Linked DNA regions of Mus musculus: regions 1 and 2 are each linked to region 3. The links are chromatin contacts, called in public HiChIP or PLAC-seq and promoter capture Hi-C maps. All regions are on one chromosome and are shown on one strand. The core of a region is the stretch at or near the end of the contact, and the rest is flanking DNA. Distances in the headings are between cores, read along the strand shown. Region 1 holds the start of Nlgn3 (neuroligin 3). Region 2 holds the start of Ogt (O-linked N-acetylglucosamine (GlcNAc) transferase (UDP-N-acetylglucosamine:polypeptide-N-acetylglucosaminyl transferase)). Region 3 has its middle 33 kb from the start of Itgb1bp2.

Region 1 (4,096 bases), core at 45-2,544, 180 kb after region 3:
GAGACAGAGAAAGATGGGGAGGAAAGCAGGCAGGCGGGTAAAGTGACTAAAGGGATGGGGGCTTAGAGGAAATGGGGAGCAAAGTATGGGGTGGGGAGATCCCAGACACTGCCCAGAATGCACCCGGGTGGAGAGGTGGAGGGGAAGGGGAAGGGGAAAGAAGGGGTAGGAGTAGGGAGGTGGGGCAGGAGGGAGTGGGTGGGTGTGTATATGGGGGGGGGGTTAGTCCGCAGCTGAGTTCACACAATCCCCCCATTCACCGTCTCCATGGCAACTCTGGGGCACAGACCGCTCATTCACACAGCTTCCCCGCCAGCACCCCCCCATTAACCCCCTCGATGCTGCCCCCACCTCACAAATTCCATTAACCCTTTCTAGAGGCCTTCCTCTCCCGTAACCCTTCCGCGCCAAATGCCAAATTCCCCTGTTGAGTCAATTCGCTGCAGCCCCTCCCTCTGGTGAACACCTAGACAAACCAACCGACCCCCAAATGCCCTCTGTACCCTAGGACCCACTGTGAGTTAGTTCCCAAGGCCAAGATCTCCATTCTGGTCCAACTTGCAATTTGGGAGAAGACAAGGGAGGCAGCAATGCTGGGATGAGAATGGCATCTAAGGGGACTTTGGGGGCTGGAGCAGTCTTGGGCAAGGGGCATTGTGCTGGAATGGATCAGTGTTGAGAACTGCAGTATTGGGGGCTATGTGGGTTTGGAACGATATTAGAGGATGAAATTGCCTTAGAATGGGGAGGCTAGAATAAAGGCCTCCATTGGGTGGGGGGGCTGCAGAGAGTGGGGGAGGGAACCTGGCTGTAAGATGCTATGATGGAAGGGGTGTGGGGGTGCACTGCAGGAGAGAGGGTATTGGCAATGTGCAATCCTTGAATGGGGCTGGGGGCTCTGGTTAGGGGTATTTTTTGGTGAGCATGCAGGCTGGATGATAGAAATAGAGAAACCATGGGCGGAAGGATGATAGGGATGCAGGATTTAGGGAGGAGGTAGAGGAGAGAAGCAAAGTGAGGGAGGGCCGGGAGGTCAGGGGTACCTATGGAGAACACGGGGTTGAGAAGGATGGGAGCCACTGGCCGGGGAGGTGGAGGGACCCGGGATTGGGAGGGGACAGGATTGGGAAAGGTATGGGCAGCTAGAGGATGAGAGACCGAAGCAGGCGGCCTCACCTGTTCCCTAGGCGGCTGCAAACGATTGAACCAGGCCACGGACCACCCATATCGCCTCCAGGCCAAGGGCTCCGCACCCGAATCTCCGAGATCAGCTCTCCGGCAGCCTGGCTGCTGTGCCCGCGCACCAAGGGGGCGCGCTGCGCGTGCCCGGACACGGGGTGGGGGGGGCGCGGTCCCTGGCATTAACTCCTTTTGTGCCAGTGATGGCTCAAGTCCTGGGGCATGGCCCAATCCCCCCACCACACACACACACACACACACACACACACACACACACACACACACACACACACCCACCACGTCAGGCAAGCTCTGCTCCTGTCCCCCACCCTCACATTCCAAGCTATCAGACAGGTAGGTGATTTTCCAGGAAAACAAATCCAAACTTTATCGGCAAAGCTTGAGACCTTGATACAGGGAGAAACTGAGGCACTGTATGGAGAAGATCCAGTTTCTTGCCACAAAGCCCTCATTTGGCAAGCATCACCTCTCCTTAGCACCAGCACCACCCAAGGTGCAATCACCAGTGGGGTCACTTTTCCCTCATCCTGTTACCTCCCAGAGGTCAATGTCATTCACTTCTGCTGCTTCTGTCAAGGTGGATTGGATTCAGTCTCAAAAGACCAGTTCTCGCCCCATTCTGGTTTCTACCCCCACCCCAATAGCTAATGTTTTTATCTAGTTTCTATATGTAATACACCTATCCACTTGACCTAGCACACATACACCATTAAATCCCTGCTGAACGTCCCTTATCCTAGCCAAACTTCTACCCCTTGGGCTGCTTCCAGGATAGAGCAAGTCAAGAAAAAAACTGCTTCAGTTGTGCTGGCTTTACCATACCTGGGAGCCCCGTTCCTTTCTCACGACTTGAGGAAGTCCTGTATGTAGATGGGCTTTGTGGGCTCAGAGATATTTTTAAAAATGACTTGGATATTCATCAGTTGGCACTCAAGCTTTTAAGGGCATAACTGACACCTCCCAGTGATAGGGTGTAATTATAGATTGGGGGTATACTCCAGTTATCACCCAACCTGGGGGTACCCTCCAGTTATCACCCAACCACCAGACTAATGTAGACTTCTTCTAGTCCTAGCTGAGCAGAAATTGTCATAAAGTAGCTGGGGCCCCCAGCGCAGCCTTGGATTGAGGGCCTAAGGCAAACAGACCACAGAGATGGTGAGACCAGCCCAGCCCTTGTTTCAAAAGTGACTCTGAAGGAAATTTTGGGTTGAGAGTGAGAAACAGTCACTCTGGGAAACTGCCAAGGTGGGTTGTATGAAAACATGGGGTTCCAGCAGGTCAGGGAGAAACAGGTGTGGCATCCTGCTTGTCTCTCTTCCTGCTAGAACTAGTCGGAACTTCTGTCACATCACATGCCATCTCATGCGCACAGACAGCAACTATTTAGAAATGTTCCCTTCAGAGAAGTTCTCTAGTTAGCTTGGTGTATTTGTGGGGACTACATGAGACGACACAATGACAGGCATTGTCTGGCATCTCTACCCTACTCTCATCTGGAGTGTTGTGGAAGGATGATGGGGTTGCACTGGTTTCTCTCCAGCCCAATGAGCCCCCCCTCTAGTGGCACATCCCCAGTGGGAAAAAGGCTGTCATGAAGCTGCACTGTTGAGTTGAGGACCAAGGGCTTGGAGCTCATTCGGGTTGCTTTCGAGCAGGGAACCAAGTGTAGCAGTGCAGCGAGAACTCAGAAATGCAAAGGCAGAGGGTGAGGAGGGAGACGATGCAGAAGGCATGAAGCTTCTTAGTGATTCATCCTTTCCCCGGTACTCTCACAGGAGACCCTTCCATGTGTACATTCACACACTTCTTTTGCAAAGAAGCTCTGTGTATTGAGTGCAGCAGCTCTAGGATCTCTATATAAATAATATACAAAACCCAACAGTTCAATGTTTCACATTAACAAAAATACTAAAAATTCATTAAAAATGGAGCCTGAGGGAAGGACCCCAACCACTACTGGAGCTCGCCCAGGAAGGGGACTGGGAATTAAGCAGAAAGGCTGGGCCACATCCAGTGTACAAGCAGTTCCTCCAGGTGACTCAGTAGCGTCCAAATATGTTGGTGCTGGGCTGTGGCTGGGTATCTGTGAAAAATGAGAGACTGTCAGGGTAGAAGGGCTCATATTCATAAGGAAAGCTAGTGGGCTGGGAAGGAAAGGGGAAGGGGGAATGGGACCTCCACAATCTGGACCTGAAGCGAGCACCTCGGCCACCTCTGCCTACCCCATCCCCTCTTCCCCAGATTCTTCTTTGGAAGGATATAGGCTTACTAGAGAGCTGTTGTTGAAGTTGCCGGACCAAAGCTGCTGTCTGTTGCTGCTGCTGGGTCTGCTGCAGGCCCTGGCGCTGGAACTGGATTAAAAATGGAAAGTGGAAGATAGAACTCCAACTTTCCAGCTCCTTCACCCATTTTAACCTATTAGTGTTATCCCTGACCTCCCAAAGCTACCCCATTACACACTGTTCCTAGTGGGGATTGGCTATGTGCCCATCCTGTGCAGCTAGCCCTGAGCCTGTGGCTATAGATCAGCAGCTACCTGGGGCTGGGACTGGGGCTGGGGTTGGGGAGGAGCTGCCTGCTGCTGCTGCTGGTGTGGCTGCTGCTGCTGCTGTTGCTGTTGTTGTTGCTGCTGCTGCTGTTGCTGCTGCTGCTGCTGTTGCTGTTGTTGCTGCTGTTGCTATAAGCACATAAGAGATCATTTTAAGAAGAGCAATGGAGCTGGGACTTTGTGTTGAAAAGATGGGAGCAGGAAGAGGAAAGGGAGTTGGAGCCAAGAAACAGTGAGGGAACTCCAGGTCCACAACTGAAAGAAACCAAATAGTATAACTGACAAAGACTGTCCAATTTCCCTCCTCACTATGATTCTCAGGAAATGAAAAGAAAAGGAGTCGGG
Region 2 (3,634 bases), core at 7-2,506, 160 kb before region 3:
AGCTACACTCCAGTTGCTTTACAAACTCTTCAAGCAAGGATGGAAACTTAAAAAAGAAATAATAATGCACACCCTATGGATAAAGAGATACTGGGCTAAAGAATGGGGATGAAAACCCAGAGGCCATGGCGGAGGAATACATAGAGAAAGTAACACAAAGAAAGAGAATTAGGAGGGCGGGCAGGGTGGTCGCCGCCAAGCAACACACCGAGGTGGTTTCTTCCCTGAGGATAAGAAACGACTGTCGGGCTGGCACGTTCGCAGAGGAAGGGTGTGGTTGCAACAAGCAGGGAGGGCTGACCAGGGTAGGAAACTCCGTACTGGGGCAGCGGGTGCAATTGGGTGATGGCTAAGAGAACCCCTGGAAATTTCCAACCTAAATCGGGGCCGCTCAACCCAAGAACACAAGGCGCTGCCCCGGCGGGGTGCGGGCTCAAGTAGCTCTTCTTGGTGCTACTTGGAAGCACACCGAGGAGCCTTCGCTAGTCATGCCTGATGCAAAGTGAGGCTAGGATTACACCGAAATAGCATCCCCGCCCTAGCCTGGCAAAGGAGGACCAAATGTGGCTAAGGGAAAGGGGCTTTGGGGAGGAGGTGGAAGCGCACGGGAGGGAGCGACGGGCTGAAATTGAGGGAGAAAACAGTTGCGACGGGAGACAGAAATTGCAGAGATTCCAATGCAGCCCATTCCAAGACACACTAAGCGCGCACGTGTGCTATAGATTCGTCCCGAGAGAGAAGGCTACAACACTGATGGGATAAAGCAACAACGAAAAAGCCCCCAAAGCAAGCAAAATGCAAGCAAGCAACTAGAGAATGTTTACGAACGGACGGCAGCACCAAACCCGATCAGATAGCAGTAGAACTCGAGAGCTCAGTAATGCCACTGATGTAATGGGGATGGTCAGAGGGAAGTAATGAAAGATACAAGACGGCGCCAGACCCCAAAGGGACGTCTGCCAGAGTAGAATGGGACACTAGTACCTGTACTGTCGGCCACGTTGCCCACGGAAGACGCCATCTGGAGCTTCTTGAGATAGAACAAGGGGTAATTGACTTCTACTGCCGCCACTACTGACAAGAATGGTTCTAGAAGTAGCAGAAAAAAGGCAGCAGCCGTATCAGTGTTTTGAAGGGCTCAGGGGGCGGCACAGAATACTGAACTCGAATCTTAGGAACTCTTGGTAGACATCTACCTCTCACTGTCTTGAAATGGCGGCGAGGGCTCCTCGACCGAAACAACACAAGCCGGAACTACTTTCTGTTATAATCAAGTACCCCGCGGAGGTAGCGCGTAACAAGACTACCGACCAAGTGACTGTAATCAAAGTCATTTGCTCTTACGTAACCTTCCGCCCAAGGTCCATTGCGACAAACATGACTGTAGAGAGCGCATGCGACAACCCTGTCTAGGCAACTCCGGGTTAAGGGCTCCCTATGGGGCAAGAGCCAGCAAGTTTTTAAGAGCAAGGCGGAAGGGCAAAAAACGCCCGTCGATTACTTTTTTTTTTTTTTTTTTTTTTTTTTTTTTTGGCAAGCGCTAAAGTACGAGTCTACTACCTGGTCAGTGATGTCGATGTTAGAATGTCAGAGCGTCTAGAAAAGTTTAATTAACTCCATTCAACAGAAAAGGGTAGTTTACACGACCAACGTGTTAGTTCTAAGCAAGTAAACGCGAATATTTGCGTTTCAGAGACGGGGCTGTTCAAAACAATGGGGGAGCCGGTTCGATTTGAATGCTTTTTGATTCAGACTCCACCCATGAATTTAAGTACTTTGATGAGAAAAACGGACAGTCTCCCTGAGCTGAGTGAACCCAAATGTGTTCGATTTGAACCATATAACCCTAAAATTCAAAATCGTTTGTGAGATTCGGGATGGTAACAGGGTAAATGCTAGGAGTTTGCATGTCAAAAGCAACCACAGAAATGTTAAAGAGGATGCCTTTTTCCTCAAAATTCCTGATCCTGAATTGTGACCTTGTTTCGTCAGAATCATTAAGGACTGCAAATGCCTTGGAGCTTAAGGCAATTCAACAAAGCAAACTGTGTTCCTTTGCCTTCTTCCTAAACCACACAACTACAATGAATTTCCAATTGCCTTCCTTTGACAAAACAGCTCTTTGGATCCTCTTACGGTTTCAAGCCCAGTGTTTGGACATTTTTGTCACATTGTTATTAATTTATATTTCCTGCCTTGTTCCTTGACAGTTTTAAGACACGTCACTAAGTGATTATTACAAGCCACTGGGGACTACAGTTAGCTCTCTTAGAGTCTTTCCGTTTCAAAACTCTTTGATCTAGGAAAAATTAGTGAGCTTGTGTAAAAATGTTTGCTGTCTAGCTCCTTGGTGAAATAAAAAACAAATCCTCAAAGGCTGTTTCAGTTTCTTGAGATTGCCAAACAACCTATGAACTTTGGATTATGAGTGCAGAAAAAGTTGATAATATTGTTCATTTCTTCTGCCCCACAGAACCACAACATGTAGTAAAAAAGAAAGCTTGCCATTCAAACTCTCCTGGATATTGATTGGCCTTATCTTTTCATTTGATACACCTGGCAAGCCCCAAACCCACCAAGTGATCCACCTTTGTTGAAAGAACTCAGCTTTTCCTCATTAAGAAAGGCAACTCAGATTCTACTAGCAGATGTTTAGGCCTTCTTGATTAGTGCGTGATAGTTAATTAAGTAAAAAGTCGTTAAATGTCAGGTCATGCTCCCAGTCGGACAGCTATTTGACTCATAGAAAACTGATCTGGGGTTCCCTCATCTGAAAGGAGTCTCACGCTGCTATGAAAAAATTGGATTGTGAGGCTCATGTAGCTCAGGAAGGAAAACTCCTTCAAGGAATTGGTCCAGGAGCCTCCAATAATAGGATCTTGGAGGTTTGGTTCCAGGGATTTACCAGTCAAGCCTAACTTCTTCAGCCAACAAATTAACATTTACTAAAATCTCTATATCCGAGGCACTGTGGCAAACATAAAATGAAAAAGACAAACTCTTTGCCCTCAAGGAGTTCCAATATGCTTAGGTAGACCCAAAATGCTGCTTAATAAGAATACCGAGGGTTATTTTAATGAAGCCCATTTGATCTATTGTCTGGAAAGGGAACCTCAGACTAGAGGGGGTCTGAAGACAGAGGCTGGTACTGGGCAATGCGGGGAGTGGGGTGCTTCTGTGCTCCTTTCATTTTTTTTCTTCTAGTTACTCTTTTTCTCTTTTCCTTTTTTATGCAGCAATTTGAAATTTGTAGTCCTTTGTAAAATACATCAACTGCTTCCATTCTAATTCCAAACTCCACTACTCTAACACCATTTACCGTGCAACAGTTTCCTATCTATCCTGTAGCATCCCCCTGGAGTCTGTTCATTTAAAGCATCCTTTTTGAAGCAATGCCATGAGCAAGCGCTGGAGATGTGCACCCAGCTGCAGTCACTGGAAGATTGTCCCAAAAGATAAATGAAGCTGAACAGAATGCATTGACACTGCACCGCAGGCTCTCTAGATGCGTGGAGAGAGCCCCTTGGATTCGGTACCCAGTCACAAGAAAGAAAACTGGTCTTGAAATCCTCCCAGAAAGGAAGAAAAAAACTTCCAAAAATATTGTAGTGTATTTATTATTGTTATGGGGGGT
Region 3 (4,115 bases), core at 1,510-4,009:
TGATTAACAAACCTCATAACATACAGAATATAACAGAGTATGTGGTCAGCATGACCCTGCTCTGAGTCAAGTTATTTTTCTGTGTCAGTGACTGGCAGGCATATTACAGCAGAACAAGATGGTTACAGCTAGGATAGGTGGGCAGGCCTCAGCACAAACAGATAGATAAATAGACAGACAGACAGACAGATAGATGGATGGATTGACAGACAAATGGAATTAAAACACAAGAACTGACTGGACAGTGGCTCAGCATTAAAGAGCACTGGCTGCTCTTTAGAGGACCTTGCTTTGATTCCCAGTACCCATATGGTTGGTTGCTCACAACCATCTGTAACTCCAGTCTCAGAGAATCTGACATCATCATCTGGCTTCAACAGGCATGCTTGCACATTGTTCACAGACTGCATGCAGACAAGACTCCTGAACACATAAAAATAAAAGAAAATAATTAAAGCTTAGGTTTGACTCCCAGAAGTATAATAATAGCAACAAAAATTAACTGCAGATCAGATCAGTAGCGTGTACCTGCCACATACTCAGGAGACTGAGACAGGAGAATTGCAAACTTGAGACCAAACTGTAGAACTTAGTGAGATGTTAGGGATGTTTTGTGCATTGTGTATTCAATTGCTGATTTCTGTACCCAGAGATCTAGTTGCAGTCAGTAATTTGGTATTATTATTATGAGGCACCCCCAGACTCAGTATTTTGTAAAACATTTTTCTCTATCCCCTGATTGGTCAAATAAAGAGCTCAACAGCCTATAGCTGAGCAGGAGAGGAAAAGGCAGCACTTCTGTGCTTAGAGAAAGGAAGAGGGTCTCAGGTAAGACCAAATGAAGGAGGGGGACTAAGATGACAGGTAAGGGACCATGCAGCTGGGAAGTTGGCTAGCTTAGAATAGTGCCAGCTATAGTGCTAGCTTATTCATAAATATAAAGGTCTCCTTGCCAAAGCAAGGATGGGCATAGAAAAGCCTCTTACTTTTACAGTGAGGACCTGTCTCTCTCTCTCTCTCTCTCTTTTTTTTTTTTTTTTTTTTTTTTTTTTTTTTTTGGTTTTTTGAGACAGGGTTTCTCTGTATAGCCTTGGCTGTCCTGGAACTCACTTTGTAGACCAGGCTGGCCTCGAACTCAGAAATCCACCTGCCTCTGCCTCCCAAGTGCTGGGATCAAAGGCATGCACCACCACCGCCCTGCTTGAGGACCTGTATTGAAATAAAAAAGGGACCGGTAATGTAGCTCAGTGGTAGAGTGCAGGGCCTTGGGTTCACTTTCCAGTATTGAAAAAGATCAAATGGTAGCCAGGTGAGATGATGTTCACTCGGACATTCAGAAGACTATGGCACAATTTCTTGGGCCAGTCAGGGCCAAATATCTTTTTCTTGTTTTTAATGTTTTTTTAAAAAAGATTTATTTTATGAATGTGAGTACACTGTTGCTGTCTTCAGACACACCAGAAGAGGGCATCAGATCCCATTACAGATGGTTGTGAGCCACCATATGATGGCTGGGATTTGAACTCAGAACCTCTGGAAGAACAGTCAGTGCTTTTAACTGCTGAGCCATTCTCCAGCCCCCATTTTTAATGTTTTAAAACAAAAAAATTCTCACATTCATTTAGTGTGTGTGTATGTATGTATGTATGTATGTATGTATGTGTGTGTGCACACACATATGTCTACATTTGTGTTTCCACATACAGTGCACATGTTGAAGTCAGAGGGTAACATGTAGATTCTGTGTATCAAACACAGGTACTCAGACTTGGCAGGAAATGAACCAATATCCACTGAACCATCTCCCTGGCTCTGTTTTTATATGTTAGCATTACTTTGTTTTGTTTTTGAGACACGGTCTTACTATGTAGCTGTGGCTGACTAGAAACACAAAGCAATATTCCTGCCTCAGCCTCCCAAGTGCTAGGATTATAGTGTACAACCCTATGGTCACCTAGCTCAAATCCAGGCTCTGTATATACAAAAGTCTGTGTATATGTATGTTTGGTGGTATATGTTTACATAGGTTTGTGTATAGGATACACATACATGTGGAAGTTTTCCCCTATTGCCTTACACCTTTTCTTTGAGACAGGATTTCTCACTGAACCTGAAGCTCACTGATTGAACTAAACTGTCTGGCCAGTGAGCGAGCCCCAGGGATACAGAGATCTGTAACTCCAGCCTAGCAATGGGGCTCCAGATATATGGTGCTATCGCCAGCTTTACGCAGGTACATTTGACCCAGAGAACCATCTCCCTAGATCACAGATCCAGTTTCTTTTCTTTTCTTTTTTTCTTTTGAGACAGGTTCTCTTTGCATAGCCCTGGCTGTCCCAGAACTAGCTCTATAGACAAGGTTGGACTCAAATCCATAGAGATCCACCTGCCTCTGTCTCCCAAGTGCAGGAATTAAAGGGGTGTGCCATCATTGCCTGGCTGGATCCAGTTTCTTTTTTAAAGTGTGAATGCATTTCTATTACTGGCAGTGAAAATTACAAAAGCCAGGGGATCTGCTAGCCTCTTCTGGCTTACATGGGAACTTCAGGCACATAGGGCAGATACAGAGATGCAGGTATACATACATACACATGTAATATATATTAAAAAGATGCCTCATCATAGATTGAAAGGTAGTGTATAATGCCAAGTTCTGCTTGGTCATACGTAAGGGACTGCATTGCATGACTTGGTTCCTGTCCCTGGAACAGAGCAGCAGGACCCAGAACGATCCAGACCAGACAGGCAGATTCCTGAGTTCAAGGTCAGCCTAGGTCGAGGCGTGGTTGGAATGGTAATTCCAGGGCTAGGTCCCACTGAGCTCTCTAATTGTCTGTGTTTCGGTTGCTGTCTCTTCTTAACAATCAAGGGGCTAAGGTCATGGAATGCTGATTCCTGGGATGGTCAAGAGGGAACCTGGAATAAATAACCGGATTGATATGTATTTGAAAACTGGGCTTTTAGTCTGTGTTGGGATGAGCTAGCAGAAAGTGACGGCAGTTCCTGTTTAGAATTTGTTTCTGTAGAAAGCTGAGGTATCTGGGAAGCTCTGCAAACACGGTTCTTCACTATTTTTTTTTATAACAGAATGTCTGATTTTGGTCAGAAAAATCCATGGACAGCAAGCACAGCTCTTTTAGAATTTTTCAAAGCTCTTTTAGAATTTTTTTCTAATAGGATTTCTGACCTCAAATTCCAAGAATTACTTAGAGAGCTCTTTCAGAAGGTTTGCTAGCAGCTATCCAGAGAAGGCTGTCTGAAGACTGAACACAGATCTTTTAGAATGTTTTCTGGCTTTCTGATTTTGATTGGAAAACCCAAGAATTATGTTTAGAATTTTTCTAACAGGATTTCTTAATTGGTCCGAAGATTCAATTTTTTTTTCCTTTTTTGGTTTTTCGAGACAGGGTTTCTCTGTATAGCCCTGGCTGTCCTGGAACTCACTTTGTAGACCAGGCTGGCTTCAAACTCAGAAATCTGCCTGCCTCTGCCTCCCAAGTGCTGGGATTAAAGGTGAGCATCACCTCCACCTGGCAAAAGCCTGCTTTCTTATAGAACCCAGGACCACCAACCTAGGGATGGCACTACCCACAATAGGTTGGGCTATCTCCCATGGATAACTAATTGAAAAACCACCTTACAGTTGGATCTCATGGAGACATTTCCTCAACTGAGGCTCCTTCCTCTCTAACTTGTATCAAGTTGATAGAAAACTATCCAGTATACCCTGTCTCAAAAACATGTTGTTATAAAACCCACCCTAATAATAATACAGGGTCCAAAGGAACCGCAAGTAGACAACATACTACTAAAACAATAAAAACCAAAGAATGTTCAGAGGACTTACTTATGGATTTCAAAACTCACTGCAAAGCTTGAGTAATGAAAACTGTGGTCCTGATGCTGGGGATGTAGCACCTGTCAGTGATACAGTGTTTTGCATGTGACAAATCCATGCTACTAAAGCACTCCATCACTGTGCTACACTCTCAGGCCTCCTAACCATTTGAAAATGTACAGTACACTATTGTTTACTATATTCAACACACAATATATATCTCAAAGAAAATTAAACATATTCATTCTACTTCAGACCATTGCCTATCATCTCCCCA

What was found. Promoter capture Hi-C pulls out the DNA fragments that hold promoters and counts their contacts. HiChIP or PLAC-seq counts read pairs in DNA pulled down with a chosen protein or histone mark.
Region 1: a contact with region 3 is called in a promoter capture Hi-C map of embryonic stem cells. The contact joins the promoter of Nlgn3 here to the enhancer-like site in region 3. A contact is called at or near these places in 10 of 39 promoter capture datasets (the 3T3-L1 cell line, the HPC-7 cell line, the SN4741 cell line and 7 more), 1 of 115 datasets of contacts at active chromatin or transcription factors (embryonic stem cells) and 3 of 9 other capture datasets (adipose tissue, liver and pancreatic islet).
Region 2: a contact with region 3 is called in an H3K27ac HiChIP or PLAC-seq map of embryonic stem cells, with 11 read pairs. The contact joins the promoter of Ogt here to the enhancer-like site in region 3. A contact is called at or near these places in 1 of 39 promoter capture datasets (pre-B cells) and 3 of 115 datasets of contacts at active chromatin or transcription factors (astrocytes, embryonic stem cells and microglia).

What each region holds. Positions count from the first base shown.
Region 1 is chrX:101,296,377-101,300,472 of GRCm38.p6, reverse strand. It overlaps Nlgn3 (neuroligin 3), which reads right to left and starts at 1,294. Exons shown (of 7, transcript NM_172932.4): 1 at 1,177-1,294. It overlaps Med12 (mediator complex subunit 12), which reads right to left. Exons shown (of 45, transcript NM_021521.2): 43 at 3,740-3,880; 44 at 3,473-3,554; 45 at 1,539-3,286. The coding sequence ends at 3,243.
Region 2 is chrX:101,637,673-101,641,306 of GRCm38.p6, reverse strand. It overlaps Ogt (O-linked N-acetylglucosamine (GlcNAc) transferase (UDP-N-acetylglucosamine:polypeptide-N-acetylglucosaminyl transferase)), which reads right to left and starts at 1,256. Exons shown (of 22, transcript NM_139144.4): 1 at 985-1,256. The coding sequence starts at 1,021.
Region 3 is chrX:101,480,470-101,484,584 of GRCm38.p6, reverse strand. No RefSeq gene overlaps it. Among named protein-coding and RNA genes, the nearest start is that of Itgb1bp2, 33 kb to the right of the region's middle. Within about 2 kb of position 2,759, at least 10 of the 459 cell types and tissues checked have an H3K27ac peak or open chromatin away from gene starts, as enhancers often do. A contact at or near this core is called in embryonic stem cells, where this site is marked.